6 separate regions of the Mus musculus genome follow, and regions 1, 2, 3, 4 and 6 are each linked to region 5. The links are chromatin contacts, called in public Hi-C and HiChIP or PLAC-seq maps. All regions are on one chromosome and are shown on one strand. The core of a region is the stretch at or near the end of the contact, and the rest is flanking DNA. Distances in the headings are between cores, read along the strand shown.

Region 1 (2,906 bases), core at 257-2,756, 570 kb after region 5:
AGACAGATCAGAAATGGTACTTGACTTAGTTCATTTGATAGTATCACTTCCATGTTCTACCCATAGTGTTACAAATGACAGGAAAACATCTTCTCTTATAGCCAAATAATATTTCATCATACCTATGTATCACACTTCCTTCATCTACTCATCTGTTGATGGATGTGTGTGTTGTTTTCACTTCTCAGCTATTGTCAATAGTGCTGGAGTAAGCGTGGGACAGTACACATCTTTTCAACATACTGATTTAATTTCTTTTGGATATGTACCCAGAGCTAGTATTGCTAGATCATATGGTGGTTCTATTTTTAATTTTTTCGAGGAACCTCCATACTGTTTTCCATATGGCTGGACTGATTTGCATTCCCACCAGCAGTGTGCAAGGGTTTCCTTTTCTCTACACACAGCACTAGTTATCTTTGGTCTTTTTCGTAATGGCCATTCTTGACTGGGTCGAGGAAACAACTCCTGGTGGTTTTGATTTGCCTTCCTCTGATGATTAATGACATAACCTTTACTAGTGTCCAATCATCTGGGAAGTGTATCCCTCTAGCACACCCAGGAAGACTGGAAGAAGCACAGAAACTTACCAGTTTACTTCTTCTGACTCTTTCCCAGACATAGATCTTAGATTCATGCTATTCTACACCCTTGCCACCCACTGTACTCCTTCCTCTGAATTTGGGATGGCAGCCTCAATAGTGTGTGTGTCTTTGAAAGTTAAAACTATGCTGAACATGGATAAAAGCTAACTGGACACAATTAATCCTTAATCATTATTTGAGATGCAAGCAGACACCCTAAAGTTCAGGAAGCCAGACTTCCTGGATATATCCTCCTTGGGAAGTACAACCAACACTCTTCCGTTTCCAAGTTTTCACAGTTCTGTTGCTGTGGGCACTCCTTTCTGTCTAGATGGTAATTGCTTTCACTTCCTGGGAGCTATCATCCCTGAAAAAGCGTTGCATCCTGACTCAGGATGCTGAGGGCGGTGGCATGTGTGTTACAGAAAAGGCAAAGAATAAATTGTTTATTGACTGTCTTAAAAAAAAATACACCAGATAGGCCTATGTACTTAGCAGATGGGCATCTGGACAGATGACAAATAATCATCTTTTGTTTGAAAATTAAAATAGAACCAATGGGGTAAAAGGTGTAGAAAATGCTCCCTTCTTATTTCCTGAGAGTGGAAAACAAACCCCACCCCGCCCCCACCCCTTTCACTTGTTCAAGAGAGGTCTGCACTTTGGAGCTAGTAAATCTGCTTGGCAGGTAATCTGCTACCCATCTGCCAGCTGCTTCGTTGGCAAAAGGCACATCACCATCGCCATGGCAACTCACAGGCAGGCAAAGGGCACGCAGGCCTGGCTGGAGGCCAAGGTAATCCGATGGCACTGGGCTTTGTTAATAGAAAGAGAAAAGCAAGTGGGCCAGAGCGTCTTGCCTCTGCCTTTGCCAGTAAAGGCTGGACGGGAGCAGAGAGCAGGGCTAATTAACCCGCTGGACCAGCTGTTGACTGCCTCTTGCCAAATCCGACAAGTGGCCAAGGTTTGTCTATTCCTAACCCTTGTCATCTTCCAGGGAGGCTGGACCCTGGGGGAACAAGAGCCTTTTCTCAATGATGTCATCTGAGTATTTGTAGAATTTCCTCTTTGTGGGAAAGTTTTCTGGCAAAGTATAAAGAGACTTGACTTCCCTCGGAAGACCCCGTTTCCTTTTGAATGTTGAAGCGATTTTTTCTAAATGAGAAACAAATCTGGGATTATAGGGAGAAGCAGGATGGTGGGGGTGGTGGGATATCCGTGCTTTAGGCCGTGCATTGTATTAGGAATCCCATCTGAGGCGCCTTTCATCCACCAACATTGCTTAAAAGAGCACACATCCCACAGAATGATGAGTACAAATGAATTGTTTTCAAAAGACCATGTCGTGAGGGAAAGGGAGCTCACACATATTAATTTCTTACGTTATGACAGGAAGGACACGTGTATGACACACCTGTACCCGAATGCAGAGACGATGACTTAAGTCTGCAAGGTCAGGGTTAAAACTGCACAGGGGAACACAGTTTCTTCAAGGTGGAGCTCACTAAAGCCTACATCTGATAAACAGCCTCCTTCTCTTCCCTTCTCCTCTTCTTCCTTCTCCTTCTAGTCCTCCTCTTCCTCTACATCATCATCATTTGCCTACACTAATAGTTCACTGATACAGGATTATTGATGTAATCATCCTGAAGAATGTTTTATTGCTTAAGGAAAAAATAACCTGACAAAATATTTTTATGAATCAATCAGCATGCTAGTGATAAAAGATTTACAAAGCTAAAGAACCTAGCTCGGCATCAATTTTATTTCAGATTATAATCCTACATTGTGTCTTATGCATGAAGCATTTCGTGTGCGTTGCCATTATAATGCAAAATACATGTTCTAATCCCATTTTGTGAAGAAGGCAATTAACATGTAGGAAGCATAAAGAAGACATGTAAAAATAGAGTACAAGACAACAGACTGAGCCACAGTTGAAAATCTGGACTATGACAGCTACATATGTTTGCAACCTTAAAGCCATAACAAGTGGAACTCAGTCTATAGAAGGGAGAAAAAAGGATTCCCATGATTGAGAAACTGAATGAACATGAGAAAGGGCAGTGGAGACAGTAAAACAGGCTGACCCTTTGCCCCTGGAAGTCCACCCACAATCAGGAAACACGAATGTCTGATCTCTGAAGCTAGATTATTTTTTTCCTGGATAGAAATAGTACTTCCAGTGGGAAAGTGGTCATGATGGAGAGGGAAAGAAATTCTAGGGTTGTCTGTGGCCTTGGCTTGTAACATTTACAGCATTTATCACTAAGAAAAAAGCAAGTTGTAGGTTATCACAGAGCAGACACCCACTTGAGAACA
Region 2 (3,136 bases), core at 229-2,728, 870 kb after region 5:
ATACACAAGTGCTGTCCCCCAAGTTATTCCCCATTGGTGAATAAAGATGCTTATAGTTGATAGATGGGCAGAAGAGAAATAGGCAGGGTTTTTGGGTTCCTGAGCTTGGAGTCAAAGGAGATCATGAGAGGGGAGAGAGGAAGGTAGAGAAAGGAGAGACTCCATGGGTTAGATGAGTTATGAATACATGGCCATGAGGGCTGGCTTTGAGTTAAGAGCTGCTCAGAGAGAACGTGGCAAATTATAATTTGGGATTATTGATGGAGAAATAGATTCTAATAGATTTCAAGGTAGATACCTACCCAAATCAAGTGCTGATTAAGGCTTATAAGTAAATATAAAGACTGTGTATCTTTTATCTGGGAATTAAGTGATCAAAGGCTGGATAGAAAACTCCATTTGAGATTAAATGATTTCTATAACACAGTAGCAATTTGTTTTAGATTCCTTAAGATGTGATTGACTCACCTGCATTCAGAAGCTCACAACCCAATGAAGAACATACAGATAATTACATAAAATATGCACTTAGTTAAGCAATTATGATAAAATGTGGTGGGCATTAATGGAGGAGCTGAGACATCACAATTAGTTGTTGAGTACTTTGCTCAAGGGAGCCAGAGAAGATTCATCAAACTGAAGACAAGTTAAAGGTAAGAAAGGAATCTGGCAAATATCCACTTAATGAGAAACCAGAAGCCGTGTGCTGGCATCACAGAGAAGTCTACTTCTATGGAAGACATATCACAAAAAATAATAATAAATAAGATAGAAAGTGATCAAGGAAGAGACTCAGTGTTGGTTTCTGCACCACACCTATAAAGTCATGGACACAGACACAGACATACAGACACAGATGCATAAACAAACACACAGACACAAAGACACACAGATACAGACACACAGAGAGACATAGACACCCAGACACAGACACCCAGATACACACACAGACATACAGACACATAGACACAGAAATAGATATACATACACAAACAAACAAACACACACACACCTACACAGACAGAGACACATACACACAAACACACACAGACACACATATATACATATACACATTCAGACATACCGACACTCACACAGACACACACACAGTCACACACACACACACACACACACACACAGACAAATACACAGATACAGAGACAGACACACACACACAGACATACAGACCCAGACATACACACAGACACATATACAGACACACACACACAAACATACAGACACATATACACATAGACACATGCATGTACACAGACAGACAGGCAGACAGGCAGACACACACACACACACTATTACCACTATGTGAATGAGGTTTGTTTTGGGTAAGATGCTCAGATTTGCATCTTATTTTCCCTGTTTCCCAGAAGGGAAACTTGACCTGACTCTTTTTACTCTAGCCATAGGGAAAGTCCGGAGGCAGCCAAGTTTATGCTGGACTGGAAATGAAATGTCAAATGTCAAGAGTCTACTTCCTGCTTGCTGTTTAATCATTAGACATAATTTTTGTCATGTGGAAAATGAGTTCATTATAATCAGACTGGAAATTCATGTACCTGAAAATCTTTAGAAGGGAACTCAGAGGGAAGAAACACTACTGGATAGCAGATACAAAACAATTCTTATCAGTTCAAATCTGTTTTACATTTCATTCCAGACTCTGTGAGTTAGCACCACAACAATGAACCTTTGTAAATTAATGAGGGTAACAGCAGGGAAAGAATCAATCAGCCACTCTTGTTCCTGAACCTTCCCCTTGGTAACAACCTAAAGTGAACCTTGGAGTCAAGACCTCAGACTAATAGCCTGCTTTTTTACCCTTTGAACAGAACAATTAAATAATCACATTCCTCTCAGCCCATTTCCTGAATGTATTAATTAGATTAAAGCACAACTTGTCAGCCTCTCCTGAGAGGAAAGGGTTTCTTGGATCTGGTTTCTCTTGCCCTCCAGCTTCCAATAAGCATGGACAGCTTTCAAGTAGGGGGGTCGGGGGGGGGGGGGAGGCTGGTACCTGGACAAGCAAACTGCTATTCTGTGCAGTTGCTATTCTTTCTCCTGGACTAGCTCACTCATTCCTTTCATCCTAACTCATCTACTATGGCATGTACATGTTTTGATTAGAATCCATTCTCCTAGAAGTTTATTTCTCTGAAAATACAGAAGCCATTTGGTAGCTCTGTGAGGCTGAATCTTGCCATCTCATCCATCTACACACCTGTCCACCCATCCATTTGCCCATCTATCCATCCATCCACCCACAACTTAAGACAGTGGTTCTGCAAGATCCTATCTGTGTGAGCAGATGCAAATTACTTAATCTTTCTGTATTTCTGCTTCTTTGTCTCCAAAATGGTGAAAGAAACAAGCTATACCTGTGTGGTTTCTGTGAGAGATCTTGAATTCATTGCTATGAAATGCTTCAACTACAATCTGGTAGGCATTTCCCAGTCCTAGGATTATAGGATTTCAAATATCAACATGGCTCTATTTCTGCCACAAAATGTTAAAACACCAAGCCAAAATGCTCACACACTAGATTAAATGAAGTGAGAGAGGCATGTGGCACCCTAAAAGTGCAGAAGGTGAAGAACTGGAGCCAGGCTCGGTACTGCCTGCCAAGACTTCTGCAAAAGCCTCTTGTCTGTGGAGGCCTCACCCTTCATTCAGCTAAGTGGCAAGTTCTGGAATTTCAACTTAAAATAGCAGTATCTACTACTGTACAATTCTGGTTTTTTCATTTTTTTCTGTCTATTACGTAACCTTACAATGCATCCATTAGTTAGCAATACACTCTATATTTTCCCTTTCATTTGATTATCGCAACTGTTTACAAGACCACCATAGACACTGCCGGAACAGGTTTCAGATACCGTTTTTGTTAGTTTGTTTGTTTGTTTGCTTGCTTGCTTGATTTTGCTGGGTATGGGATCAAACATTGTGCATGCTAGACAAGTAATCTACTATGAAGCTTCACCCATACACTTGGCATTTTGAGCAAGGTCTTCCCTGTGTAGCTCAATCTGGCCTAGAACTTGCTATTTGTCTAGGCTAGACCTCAAACTCATGCGTTCCTGCCTTAGACACCTGAATGCTCAACCACCATGCCCAGGCTGCAACC
Region 3 (2,797 bases), core at 297-2,796, 740 kb after region 5:
AGGAGAGAAACTAAACTAAGTCTCTCTGTGCAATGTCCTTTTTCCTTTTTTTTTTAATTAGGTATTTTCCTCGTTTACATTTCCAATGCTATCCCAAAAGTCCCCCATGCCCACCCCCCCAATCCCCTACCCACCCACTCCCCCTTTTTGGCCCTGGCGTTCCCCTGTACTGGGGCATATAAAGTTTGCGAGTCCAAAGGGCCTCTCTTTCCAGTGATGGCTGACTAGGCCATCTTTTGAAACATATGCAGCTAGAGATGTCCTTTTTCTTCCTGAATGCGAAGCTTAGATTCTTAGTCAGTCATCCTACATTTGGCAGTTGAATAACCATTGGGACAATGTGTATGCTATGGTATCATCAGATCATTTGTTGAGGTTAATGGTAAGATAACTACAATAAACCAGTTCAGGAAGTATTTTAAATCCATAGATTCTGAACTGAAAATTTGAACTATATGAACATCATAAGGTTATTTGGGAAATTTAACATGAAGATCTGAATCTTTGGTTCTTGCTAATGTAGAATGATGGGAGTCAGTCCGTGGATGAGTCTTATGAAGATTTTTTTTTTTTTGGTTTTTCAAGACAGGGTTTCTCTGTATAGCCCTGGCTGTCCTGGAACTCACTTTGTAGACCAGGCTGACCTTGAACTCCGAAATCCGCCTGCCTTTGCCTCCAAAGTGCTGGGATTAAAGGCTTAAGCCACCACACTGGGCACGTTATGAGGATTTTAAGTGAGAGAATTTAAGGTGTAAGTTATAAGAAGCTACCATTTTTACTAGCAGTAAGTGTACTGTTACAAATAGGACCCAGGTAATAATCTCTGATATTCATGATTCTGACAAAAGCATTTCCAACAAGGTTTTGAGAAACTATATAGTATGTAGCAATACAGAAAACAGGAAAGTACTACATTTGTCATAGACAACTATTTCTTCCTCCTTAGCACTCCTCTCTCATTAGGATAAGAAGACATCCTGGGCAGGGTCAGCTAATAGCATTCTACATGAGGCCCTACTCTAAACCAAACTCACTGTCTTTGCTATCAGCAGCCGGCTCCCGATGTGTGTCAATTACAAAGAGAGCAGGGCTCCAAAGACCATGAAGCCCAAATGTGGTTACTGAGCAAACAGGGCTATTTGAAGTGCATTCCTTTCTGCTGAGCTTGGTGTCAGTAAAAAGGAACTCTCTTTTCCTATAGCAAGACCCTCATGTCCTAGTGAGGTTTCAGCCAAGAGTTGTGCAGTGTTGGCAGTGAGGGAGGGACTGGTGGCCACTTGAAATTCTCAAGTCCATGTCCCCAAACACTAGACAGAAAGGCCCTTATTTTTGGCTCCATGCCCTTCTCCAATTTCATTTCCACTGAAGAGTGGCCCAAGCTCTGTGATCTGTTCCATCAACACTGTGGCTAAAATTAAATTTCAGAGTCCTAGTGCAGAATGAGCTGAAGTCTTTTCTAAAGTGCATTCACCCCTGCTGTGTGAGTGTTCTTTACTAAGGAGATGTCAAGAGGGGAGTGTCCTCAACAGGATTTGTTTCTGGGAGAAAAGTAGGAGATTTACACAAGTTTCACTAGACTTTGAGGGGTTAGGAGATGACTAAGTCCTAACCTCAAGATACTTACTTTCTTTTGCAAAGTCTTAGATGTAGATCACAAATTCTACTATGAAGCAGGCAAAATTTCTTAACTGAATAACTAACACAATAACAACAGAGATTCCTATCTGACTCAGTTCTTGACCAGTAGCCCCTTTTATAGATATTGTCTTTCTTGACCTTTATAACATCCCTGTATTTTATGGGATCATGGTCCCTCCATTTGAAACCTGAACAAACACATGCTCAGAAAAACAAAAGCATATTAGTCAATTTAAATGAGTCCAGGATTGCTGTATGTCTTCTTGTCTCAAAATACTACACTGTTTCCTCAAGTAAAATGCTATTCTAGGACAGAGTCCGGAGAATTTTCATAGGGAGAGGTAGTGTTATATCAAATGGCCAGAATTAAAAACATAACATTTTGTGACTTTTTTCTCTATTCATCTGTCTACAAGCCAGATAGCATAGTAATTAGCAAAAGATTTGTTTTCCAAAGGAAGTTAACAACCCTTCCCTCTATCTCTACAAACAATTGTTGATAATGTACATAGTCATTTCTCGATCTCAAACAGTTGCCTAGTCCCTGTACTGCCTGTTACACAATTCAAGATAAGCCCTGTGTGGCAAATCATTGGAAAGCCCCTTCCATCTAGTCAGAAAATTCAGCCAAAGGTAAGCAAACAGTTTGGGAAGATTCCAGAATCCTGAAGTAAGCATGCGATTTAACAGTGCAAGTGCTCTTACACACCATTCAAGGGCCATGACTAACTTCCTGTAAGGCACTTACAAAGTCTCTTGCAAATGGAGGCAGTGGTATTTTGTGTCATTGTTTCTCCTGACTGAAAATAGCCTTTTATTCAGTAACATGCAAGAGGAAATAGATGATCTAGCACATACACTAGGAAATCCTGTGAGCTCCTCACTTATCGGTTTATTCTGTCTATTTTTGATCAATACACCTTACATATTTGGTGAGGAGGCAATGACTCCAAATAAGTGTGCTTATTGCTTGGTGATCTGCCACTCTTGAGGTCTGTAAGATACAGTAATTAGAACATCATTTAAGACGTTTATTTCCTCTTTTATATCAGAAAAATCTATGCTATATAATATGAAATAAAGATTCAATTACAGAGGTTTGAACTTGTGTCAGGGCTTAACCCATTGTCCTGTTCTTTGTTTGTTTGTTTTTATTTGT
Region 4 (2,999 bases), core at 450-2,949, 710 kb after region 5:
TGTAAGATGAAATCTATTTGCACATGGTTTCTTCCTTCAAATGTAAAACCTGACTAGGATTAACCAAATGTCTTTCTGCATTCAGAGGTAACTTCTCAAAACAGCTTCTTGCTCTCTAGATTTGTGAGCAACTTTTAGTTTCAGAATATCCCTTCTGTCAGAAAAGGAAAGAATTGTCTTGCCTCTAGTAAATGGAGTATCAGGGAGACTGATGGCCTAGCAGTTAGAACCACAAACTACTCTCCAGTTCCCAGCACTCATAATCACCTATAACTCCAGTTTCATGGACTCCAGTTCCTTCTTCTGGTCTCCATGGGCACTGCACTTATATGCTCATATCGACATAAGGACAGCTGTATATACATAATTTAAAATAAAAATAAATTTAGAAACAAAGTGTAAGCTTTCAAACTTAATCCCACCTGGCTGCAAACTTGTGCCTAGTTTACATTTTAACACATCCTTTATTTGAGCATGGTCACTGTGAAAACAAACAATAACAAAAAATCATGTCCTCTTTTTCCCAACAAAACGTTAGACCCTTAAAATGGGAATTTCTGCTCACCCTCAAATATAAAGCTTTACATCTGATAAACTCATTTGTAGAAAAAAATTAGAGGTTTGTTAAAGGTTGCTTTGTGATCTCTCCTGAGAACATTCTATCAGATCTGCCTATCTGAAGATCCTACATTCCTCCCTGACTGAGCTGACCAGTATAGGCTGTAGTCCCATAGCAACTGTGCCTAAGTAGACTGGCCAGTTTAGGGCAGCATAGAGGGATGAGAAAGTTTATAATTCTTATCCTTTCAAATTGTATGCTCTAATCTTATTTTTAGTAGCAAGATTTTATCTTCTTCTGTTGTTGTTGCTGTTGTTGTTGTTGTTGTTGGTGGTGGTGGTGGTGGTGTGTTTGACCAGGTTGAAGATAGAAGGAAAAGAAAATACTATGTATAAAGTAAAGACTCCTGGAGTAAATTAAATGATTTAGAGAATTTATCCTCCAAATACATACAATGTTAATCTTTGAATTTTTTTTTTGAGCCAGTAAGGAGCTTATTTTTAAAACCCATGTCTCCCTTTCTAATTGGTTCAGATCAACAATCACTTCTACCTTGCAATTGCGCTGAGACAACTGAGAAAAGTATTAGTTTTTTAGATTGGCCAAGAGGTAACACTATTGACAACAATTTGGTCCCAGTTTAAAAAAAAATGCAATAGTTGCAGATTGTTTATTATGGAAGTATCATCTGAGATCAAAAGGGTTGTTGTTGTTGTTGCTGTTGGTTATTAGTTTGTTTTTCACTCATGGGGTCAATATTTAATCAACAATGGCCTGAATTTTGATCTATTTCTCTGTGCCATCAAAGCTGGGAACATAAAAAAGAAAGCATCAGGGATTGGATGAGGTGTCCCATGAAGCTACCATCACTCATTTTAATTTCCATGAAAAAGGCTGATTTCCTTTGAGCCCAACATAATTCCTTGTAGGGTCCATGAGCCTGAACAACTGTGCGTGAGCATGCCACTGCAGTCATCCATCTGGCCCAGAAGAAGATGAGGAGCAAGTGAAATTAGACTATGCCTCTCTGGTTTCCCCTAAGAGCTGCCAATGAATGAGAGCATCAGCTGCACCATATTGGGTGAGTCAAGCCTCTTTTCCTTCACTTAGCACTCTGCATGCAGCCTGCAAGGCACATCCTGTGAATAGGAATGACTCAGTCTTAACAGGTGTCCATTGGCCTTGCCAACCAACCGCCTGTTGCAATAGAGTGCTGCAGCGGCACATTCTCGGTAGCATACAAAAATTGATAAATAGCAGGCTTGTGCCTCCTCAAACAGGGAAGGGCTTGGGTCGGACGCAGGTGCAGAGACTAGATACGAATGCCTAAATGCACCCTGACAACCCCAGGAGGATGTCCTAGCAACTGGCATATCAGCAGCCTGTTGGTTTCCATTTGGTAGTTCTCTTCGATGAGATATTTGAGTTCACTAAGTCCTGTCAGTGAAACGAGTTACAGAATCACATCATGAATGTCCCAGGTTTTAACTTTGCAGGATGTTTTCAAATAGAGAAGCCTGTATTTATTAAACTGTGGGCAAAATTTTACGACACACAAGTGTTGGTGCTGAATATGCCATGTGGATAAGACGAAGCTCAGGGAGTGGGTTCTCAAAGCCACATCATTCCTTAGAGAAGAATCAGTGCAGAATCCAGGTTCATAACTTCCCTTCAGTATGCTTTTAATAATATTCTTTACTGCTAAAATATGGGTTAATATGAATTCCTTAGACCTTTTTAGGAACTCCTGACTGAAATGCTGAATTACCAGGTCTTTGAATTCTTAGAAGATAGTCTTTGTATTCTTGTATCTCTTGCCTTGCCTTTTTTTTTTAACTTCCATCTTACCACTTTTAAAGTTTAAAGTGTTTGTCCTTAGCATTGTAGTCAAGAAGGAAAAGTGATGTAAAAAAAAAAAAAGCACTTCTTTATCACGTGTGCATGTGTGTGTGTGTGTGTGTGTGTGTGTGTGTGTGTGTGTGTGTGTCTGTGTGTGTCTGTGTGTTGCCCTGGAAGTTATACACAGTCCTTCTTCTGTAGCACGTATTCACATAATCACATCTATCTATTGGGCAGACTTAGAATTTACTTCTCTGCACAGATAATGTTTGGGACTTTTATAATGGGAAGAGTTTGAAACACTAAGTTTCAGTAGATAAGTAGTGGTAGCATCCATCAATGTCTGTGCAGTATCTGTGAAATAAAATAGAAAATAAAATGCTACGAATCACAAATAAGAACTGATCATATAAAAAATTTTAAGAGCAAGTAAAAACAAAGTTTATTTTGCCTGAGTACTTTTAAGGGATGATGCTATGAAATGAGTCACATACACATTTTTATCCTAACATTCAAAAACCCAGTAAAAAAGTTATTATTTTCACAAAACTTTATAAGTTAAAAAGCTAAGATATAAGAAAATTGAGATCATTGCCTAATT
Region 5 (3,047 bases), core at 173-2,672:
ACCAGGAGCAAAGCAGAATAGTGGGGATAACAGTTTCCTAGGAAATGCTGGAGAGGCATTTCACACGGGAGGAACCCAACATGGAAAATCTAAGAAGAAGGACAAGATCGTCCCAGGAGGAAGCCTTGACTTACCCAAGGTCATATATGATGGGTATGAGTGAACTCCAGAAGTGACACTTCTTCTGTTGACGCCACATTTTGATTCTTCCTTAAATATAGTGACTATGTCACATAGTCTACAACCAACACTGTGCTGGGATCTGCCAATGTCAGTGGGATTATGAGCCTGTCTTCTGACCTCATGCTTCTCTACTTCCTCCAGAGTTTGAGACTATAAAGGTCACCTTTACATTCTATGTCTTTCGTCTTCCTGAGCTTGACCCTCTGCTTCGGAAGACGCATGCTTAAGCTTGCCTAGAAACCCTCATTGCACAGCCCTTTAGTTGCCCCTTCTGTATGACTCTCTTTGTAGACAAAACCACAAACCCCGATGGGCAATTAGAGATTTTCAGTGGCAGCAATTTGGGATGATTTTGGCTAATTGCTGTCCTGTGTGAAAGAGTGGACATCGTCTTTGACAGCTGGCCTGAGCAGTCAGCAGTGTGTGAGGAGAGTTTCTCTTCTGACTTTGAAAGTGGTGGTGGGGGCAGGGTGGGCAGTGACCTGCTGTAGTCAGTCAGAAATGTTGTGTCTGCCTTTAGCCCTGCACTGGCAAACCCCTGAGCTCTGGCAGACACTGCACAGATTAAATAGGCTTTAGAGTATGCAGAGTTATATTCTCACTCACAGTTTAGCAAGTTTAACAAGGGTTGCTACTTTGTCTCAGCTGAACTGGGAGGATCCCTAGACAAGAAAAGGATGGGGAGTTTGATGACCTCATTATTTACTCTCCTAACGTTTGTTGGGAGTAAATTGTGTGGCCCCTTACTTCCCTCTCTCCCTCCTTCCTTGTTTTCTCCCTTCTTCCCTTCCTTCTCTTTTCTCTTTTCTTTTCTTTTCGTTTCTTTTCTTTTCTTTTCTTTTCTTTTCTTTTCTTTTCTTTTCTTTTCTTTTCTTTTCTTTTCTTTTCTTCTCTCTCTCTCTCTCTCTCTCTCTCTCTCTCTCTCTCTCTCTCTCTCTCTCTTCCTCCCTTCCTTCCTTCCTTCCTTCCTTGCTTCCTTGCTTCCTTGCTTCCTTGCTTCCTTCCTTTCAGTTATACTTTTCTGCTTCAGACAACCAAGCACACCACCAGAGAAAGAGGAAATCAGTTTCCATTCTTACTTTCTTCTAAGGGTAAAAGAATGCACTGGTTTCCTCCCATGGGATCCCTTTCCATCTCTGCCAGGGTCATCAGTGGGGTGGTGTTAAGTGCTGTGCGAAGGCTGGGAAGGTTCTTGTTGCCACACTCTCTGCCTGTGGTTTGTGTCACCTCTGGGCACTGTCCTTGTTCTCCTGAAAGCCGTGGTGTTTACAGTGAATGCAGCATGCTGGGATCACACTGTGAAGCTGTAGGGGGTGTCTGAGTTCACATGTCCTGCATTCCAGGCAAATGTTTTTAATATTGAGCAATGCTATGGTTTGCCAGGGTGAGGTCTGTGCTATTGGAATGCCACCGAAAAGGAAAGTCCCGGACAGATAGTGACTCAAATCATCTCCTCCACTCACAATCCTCGGGGCTTTAATTCCTACTCAATTCCCTCATGATAAATACAGCTCCGTGTGCTTACTGACCGCACCGCTCTTATTGGTTCTGATAAGTACAACTTTCCAAGAGATAGGGACGCAAATTGTCATATTTTGTTGAGTCATGTGTGCTCAGCAACTCTTTCCCAAACATTGCATCAGTAATTGGCAGCTCCCTGGTCTCTGCTGTATGACACTCTATGCCCAGGAAAAGCTCTATCCATTTCATGAAAGAAAGAAAGAAAGAAAGAAAGAAAGAAAGAAAGAAAGAAAGAAAGAAAGAAAGAGAGGAAGGAAGGAAGAAAGGTCTCTCTCTGCCTGGCTGTGATAGCCTGCTCTTAAGGAAGCTGAACCCCCAAGGGAGCAAAGACAAACTGCATTTTCAGATAAGTTAGAAAACTATGGCTATTTTACTTTCCACCTCCACTGGTCTCCTAGCAACAAGACAGCTGATGACTTCTACCAGGAAAAGGAAGCCTGGAACTTGGGGGAGCCCGTCTGAATTCTTGCTCGCAGTCTGATTTATTTGAAGCTTGGCTGCATTCTTGGGTGTGGAGACCCAGAAGTCCAGTCATCGGGGCATTCCCTGACCTTCACTTGACCTCCATCAATGCACAGATAGAGGGAAAACAGATGAGAGGTGCTTTCACAAGATTTCTTTCACAAGAATCTGCTTGGTGGGGAACAGATATTTCCTTTGATTTGAGGAAGGGCAGTCGAAAGCCTGCCTGTGACATGGAATGAAATCTCAGAAAAAGCAAGGAGCTAAGTGGGTATCAGAAACCAGGGGTCCTACTGGTGTCAATCTCTCCCTGAGGAGTTCAGGCAGGGAGTTCTTGTGCCCTTGTTCTTACATAGTGTTGATATTCTCAACTATAAAGTAAGGGGATTGAAACAGATGTCCTTTCAGGGTTGTAGGCCTCTATGTGTTCTTAAATAGTTTCCCAAATATACCATTATATCATCAGCCTTTCTGATTGTCTGTCTGTCTGTCTGTCTGTCTCTCTCTCTGTCTCTCTCTCTGTCTCTCTCTCTCTCTCTCTCTCTCTCTCTCACACACACACACACACACACACACACACACAGAGAGTCACTACATGTTGAGCAAGAATCCAAACTCAGGTGTGGCTCCTACCCTATTCATACAGCAGCAGCTATGTGGCTGACATCCGTGTCTTGTTAGATGGTTTTACTATCAACCGCTATTAGCCTGTGGAAGTAGAACTGGGAGATTCTTTTAACAGAGACTTAAGTTGTACTCTGCCTTTTAACATCTGGTAGACTTAGAAATAGGAATAAGAGCCTTTGAGTAGTTGCTACAATGTGGATTAGGAACCAGTGAAATGATGTGCATACTCAGTGCCTGTTCCATAGTAAGAGCTC
Region 6 (3,137 bases), core at 325-2,824, 800 kb before region 5:
CTCAGTTCCAGGCAAGAAGATGTTGAAGGCCCATTTTCAAGAGTCCTTAAGGGAATGCTTTTTACATGTCAAATGGATATGAGTAAGAAAAAGTGCAGTCTACCTGGGCCTCTCGGTTTCCTAAGCTTGAATTCAGCTGGCCATGGGAGATTGCCCAGTCTGTGGCGATGAATGAAATGAGGGAGAATTACATCAGTATTAGTTTACTTCCCTGATAGTCTTGAGCCACAGAGTAAGACACACCAATCATTTTGCTACATAAAAGAATTGTGTCTGAACTATTTCCCTTTGGCTATTGTGTTACTTGGTACTTACATGTTACTTGGTGATAGGTTTTTGTGGTGGTAGTACTGATGGTGGTCGTGACGGTGGTGCAAGTGGGAGTGGTATTGTTGAGTCTTGATTCAGAAATCAGGAGGGTATTGAAGTATTCATGGGTTGTATCATTTTGATAACCAGGCACTATTGGGTGATAACACTGATTTCCAGTGTAAGCCAAGAATTTGCAGGAAGTTCAGGATGCCTTTTTCTTTTCTTCTCTTCTCTTCTTTTCTCTTCTCTTCTCTTTTCTTTCTTTCTTTGTTTTTTTTTTGTTTGTTTTTTTGTTTTTTAATGAACATTAGGACCTCATGAGTGGATAAGCACAGGCAACTGAAATTTTTGTTCTCTATAGGGTCCTCCTAAATTCTTAAATTTTCATTGCTTCAGGACTTGCATTTTCACAGGAATTAAACAATGGATATAAAAGAAGAGAGATAAACAATCACACCCAGAGTGACTTCCCACTCTTCATTGTCTCATGCAAAGGAAAGAAATTCTTTGGGTGAGTTCCTTCCAAAGCAAACATCCTGAGCACCTAGGCATCCCACTTGTGGATCACAGTAGCCAGCAGGATGACTCACTGGTATTCATGGAACTCCCTGTTGCCAGTGAATTACACTGAGAAGTTTCTAGGCAGCCACATTGCTGGCGATGAAGAGGTCGGGGGCTAGGAGTTGCCCAAATGGGTCACTTTCTAGAATGGTTCTTGATATACTGAGAACTGGGATCTTGGTATTCTAACAGGATCTTTTCTACCGGTAGCATATGCACTTATAGAGCGAGGGAATTAAAATGCAGTGGGTTAAGTTGAAAGCTTAATGCCATGCCATCTGCAAAAACTCAATACTTTTCAAGCTTATATACCCTGCACTCTATCTAAACTACTTGTCCTGCCATCTGCTTTTGTTCTGTAAATAACTATTCCCAATCCAACTGCCTACTGAACAACTAGCCAATGATTCAGTTAATAATTATAAACCTTAACAATCCAGCAAGCAACCACATACAAAGGAACTAGATATCACTTGTCTGAATATTTGATAGTCATGCAAGACCGAAAATGGGCCTTCTGGAACAACAGTCATGTTGGGAACTGTTGGGGAAGGGGCAGGGTGGGGTGGATTGGTGGGTTTTGAATGAAACGTTGCCTTAACGGTCCCAGTTCAATCTTTCCCACACAAGCTCAAGCCCACATCTCACAGAAGTATTATATCTGTTCACTTCCTTGTACTTCGCTCCAAGAATGAGTGAGTCATGGTTTAAGGACAAATTCTTAACATAGGTGCTACAGGCAAACAAAGGAAAACCAAACGCCTCATTCTTCTATTTCTCCTTTAAAAGGAAACTCATGCTGGAGGCATTTGGGTAACATTCCTTTTATATAACAGCACGAACTTCATCTGAAGGAAGAAACAGTGCAGCTGTAGAAACGGGTAGGTGTGGGATTGCTCTTCTCTCACCTATGACCCTTCCTGGCCGTATCTTAATGTAATACCACAAGTTCTGGGCCAGCACTGAATGTGAAGGTGGGACATGGAAAAAGGACATACAGAAGAGGCAGCATGCTTGTCCTGTGTTAGGACATGATGAGGCAGGCTCTTTAAATGCATGGGTGGCTCAGATAGATGGGCTGGGGTTATATCCTGTTCTGATGTTTATTGGCTGTGTGATTCTGGCAATGTAGTAGAGGACTGCTGTGAGTTATCACACCGTTGGAAAAATCAGGATTATATCAAAAGTTAATAGATAATTTATGTTCAGCTGTGTCTGATACACATAGATTCACTGAACCCTGTAGAGTTCAGTGCTGGCTTCTTCTTCAAGACGAGAAACTGATTTTCTTTGTTTTAGGTTTTTGGTTTTGTTGTTGTTTGTTTGTTGTTTTGTTTGGCTTTCATTTTGCCCTGTATTTGAGACTGAAGAAGAACTTACAGGAATGTTCTAGAAACAGGAGAAATTAACTTGTCTCAACAATAGCTCAGATGTGAGACCTCAGAGCTAACCACACATTAACTGCTTTGTGGTCAGATTAAAAAAAAAAGCATGCAGGCCATCTTTACTCCTAATAATTTCTGCATCTCAGAATATGAAAAACTTTTATGTAATATCTTAGATAGTTTCTATTAATCTATTAATCTATCAATGTCCTGAATAGATTTGGTGGTTGCTCTTTGGAACCATTTCACACTGGTAGTGTATCAGATGGCACTCAGAAACATAGGCAGGCAGTGCTTAAATGAAAGAGGTTCCATTCTTCTCTTGTAGAACAGCATTGTCTCCTTCCAGCCAGATCACCATCATTAATTTTATTTAACAGTCTTTTTGAAGAGACATTTTTTTCACTCGTACTATTTCTACTGTGCCACTTCCTGTGTCAGGACATTCGTCCTTTGTGTGTAACTGTTCTCTATGTCCCCTGCTTTGCTTTCTGAGTTTGCTCCCCACATCTGAACTGGAATCACTCCCTTATTGGCTGTGAGGTGCTATCTCCTAGCAACATCAGAAGCTACACTCAAAAGATCTAACCAACCTGACTGTCCAATGTGAAATGAACAAGGATGGACAAAGATGATAGCAATGGACTTTCAAAGTGGATGGAGTCCCTGAGGTCTCTGCCCTAAACAAGGAACTATTGATAAGTGAGCAAAGCTAGGAGTGGGAGAGATGATCTTTCTCAGGGAAGAACACACTAATTGGTTATCCAACACCAACTGATCAACCTTAAAAGCATAAGTAAAAGGAACATTATATAGTCTGAAGAGGTTATATTTAGGAATATTTATGCATATATGTGTATATGTATAAATGTTTATGTG

What was found. Hi-C and Micro-C count contacts between places; a contact is called where the count stands out from the background. HiChIP or PLAC-seq counts read pairs in DNA pulled down with a chosen protein or histone mark.
Region 1: a contact with region 5 is called in a Hi-C map of the N1E-115 cell line, with 5 times the contacts expected there. The contact joins two enhancer-like sites. A contact is called at or near these places in 4 of 484 Hi-C or Micro-C datasets (the N1E-115 cell line, bone marrow-derived macrophages, liver and 1 more) and 1 of 115 datasets of contacts at active chromatin or transcription factors (the NIH/3T3 cell line).
Region 2: a Hi-C map of the N1E-115 cell line shows a contact between it and region 5, with 2.5 times the contacts expected there. The contact joins two enhancer-like sites. A contact is called at or near these places in 1 of 15 datasets of contacts at CTCF or cohesin (the NIH/3T3 cell line), 1 of 484 Hi-C or Micro-C datasets (the N1E-115 cell line), 1 of 115 datasets of contacts at active chromatin or transcription factors (embryonic fibroblasts) and 1 of 9 other capture datasets (embryonic tail).
Region 3: a FOXA1 HiChIP or PLAC-seq map of pancreatic cancer cells shows a contact between it and region 5. The contact joins two enhancer-like sites. A contact is called at or near these places in 1 of 15 datasets of contacts at CTCF or cohesin (the NIH/3T3 cell line), 2 of 484 Hi-C or Micro-C datasets (adipose-derived mesenchymal stem cells and embryonic fibroblasts), 3 of 115 datasets of contacts at active chromatin or transcription factors (the NIH/3T3 cell line, embryonic fibroblasts and pancreatic cancer cells) and 1 of 9 other capture datasets (embryonic tail).
Region 4: a Hi-C map of muscle stem cells shows a contact between it and region 5, with 3 times the contacts expected there. The contact joins two enhancer-like sites. A contact is called at or near these places in 1 of 15 datasets of contacts at CTCF or cohesin (the NIH/3T3 cell line) and 2 of 484 Hi-C or Micro-C datasets (muscle stem cells and myocytes).
Region 6: a FOXA1 HiChIP or PLAC-seq map of pancreatic cancer cells shows a contact between it and region 5. The contact joins two enhancer-like sites. A contact is called at or near these places in 4 of 484 Hi-C or Micro-C datasets (B cells, embryonic fibroblasts, fibroblasts and 1 more) and 2 of 115 datasets of contacts at active chromatin or transcription factors (CD8 T cells and pancreatic cancer cells).

What each region holds. Positions count from the first base shown.
Region 1 is chr15:62,901,820-62,904,725 of GRCm38.p6, forward strand. No RefSeq gene overlaps it. Among named protein-coding and RNA genes, the nearest start is that of Gm30113, 51 kb to the right of the region's middle. RefSeq lists an enhancer at 875-2,081. Within about 2 kb of position 1,507, at least 78 of the 459 cell types and tissues checked have an H3K27ac peak or open chromatin away from gene starts, as enhancers often do. A contact at or near this core is called in the N1E-115 cell line, liver and myocytes, where this site is marked.
Region 2 is chr15:63,192,598-63,195,733 of GRCm38.p6, forward strand. No RefSeq gene overlaps it. Among named protein-coding and RNA genes, the nearest start is that of Gm30159, 49 kb to the left of the region's middle. RefSeq lists an enhancer at 1,340-2,191. Within about 2 kb of position 1,479, at least 20 of the 459 cell types and tissues checked have an H3K27ac peak or open chromatin away from gene starts, as enhancers often do. A contact at or near this core is called in the N1E-115 cell line, where this site is marked.
Region 3 is chr15:63,064,990-63,067,786 of GRCm38.p6, forward strand. It overlaps Gm41334 (a long non-coding RNA gene), which reads right to left. Exons shown (of 3, transcript XR_875378.1): 3 at 2,511-2,632. Among named protein-coding and RNA genes, the nearest start is that of Gm41334, 4.4 kb to the right of the region's middle. RefSeq lists an enhancer at 713-2,622. Within about 2 kb of position 1,547, at least 43 of the 459 cell types and tissues checked have an H3K27ac peak or open chromatin away from gene starts, as enhancers often do. A contact at or near this core is called in the NIH/3T3 cell line, embryonic fibroblasts and pancreatic cancer cells, where this site is marked.
Region 4 is chr15:63,034,737-63,037,735 of GRCm38.p6, forward strand. No RefSeq gene overlaps it. Among named protein-coding and RNA genes, the nearest start is that of Gm41334, 35 kb to the right of the region's middle. Within about 2 kb of position 1,700, at least 20 of the 459 cell types and tissues checked have an H3K27ac peak or open chromatin away from gene starts, as enhancers often do. A contact at or near this core is called in muscle stem cells and myocytes, where this site is marked.
Region 5 is chr15:62,327,004-62,330,050 of GRCm38.p6, forward strand. No RefSeq gene overlaps it. Among named protein-coding and RNA genes, the nearest start is that of Pvt1, 290 kb to the left of the region's middle. Within about 2 kb of position 1,423, at least 150 of the 459 cell types and tissues checked have an H3K27ac peak or open chromatin away from gene starts, as enhancers often do. A contact at or near this core is called in the N1E-115 cell line, the NIH/3T3 cell line, embryonic fibroblasts and 5 more, where this site is marked.
Region 6 is chr15:61,531,362-61,534,498 of GRCm38.p6, forward strand. No RefSeq gene overlaps it. Among named protein-coding and RNA genes, the nearest start is that of Gm24696, 170 kb to the left of the region's middle. Within about 2 kb of position 1,575, at least 64 of the 459 cell types and tissues checked have an H3K27ac peak or open chromatin away from gene starts, as enhancers often do. A contact at or near this core is called in embryonic fibroblasts, fibroblasts and pancreatic cancer cells, where this site is marked.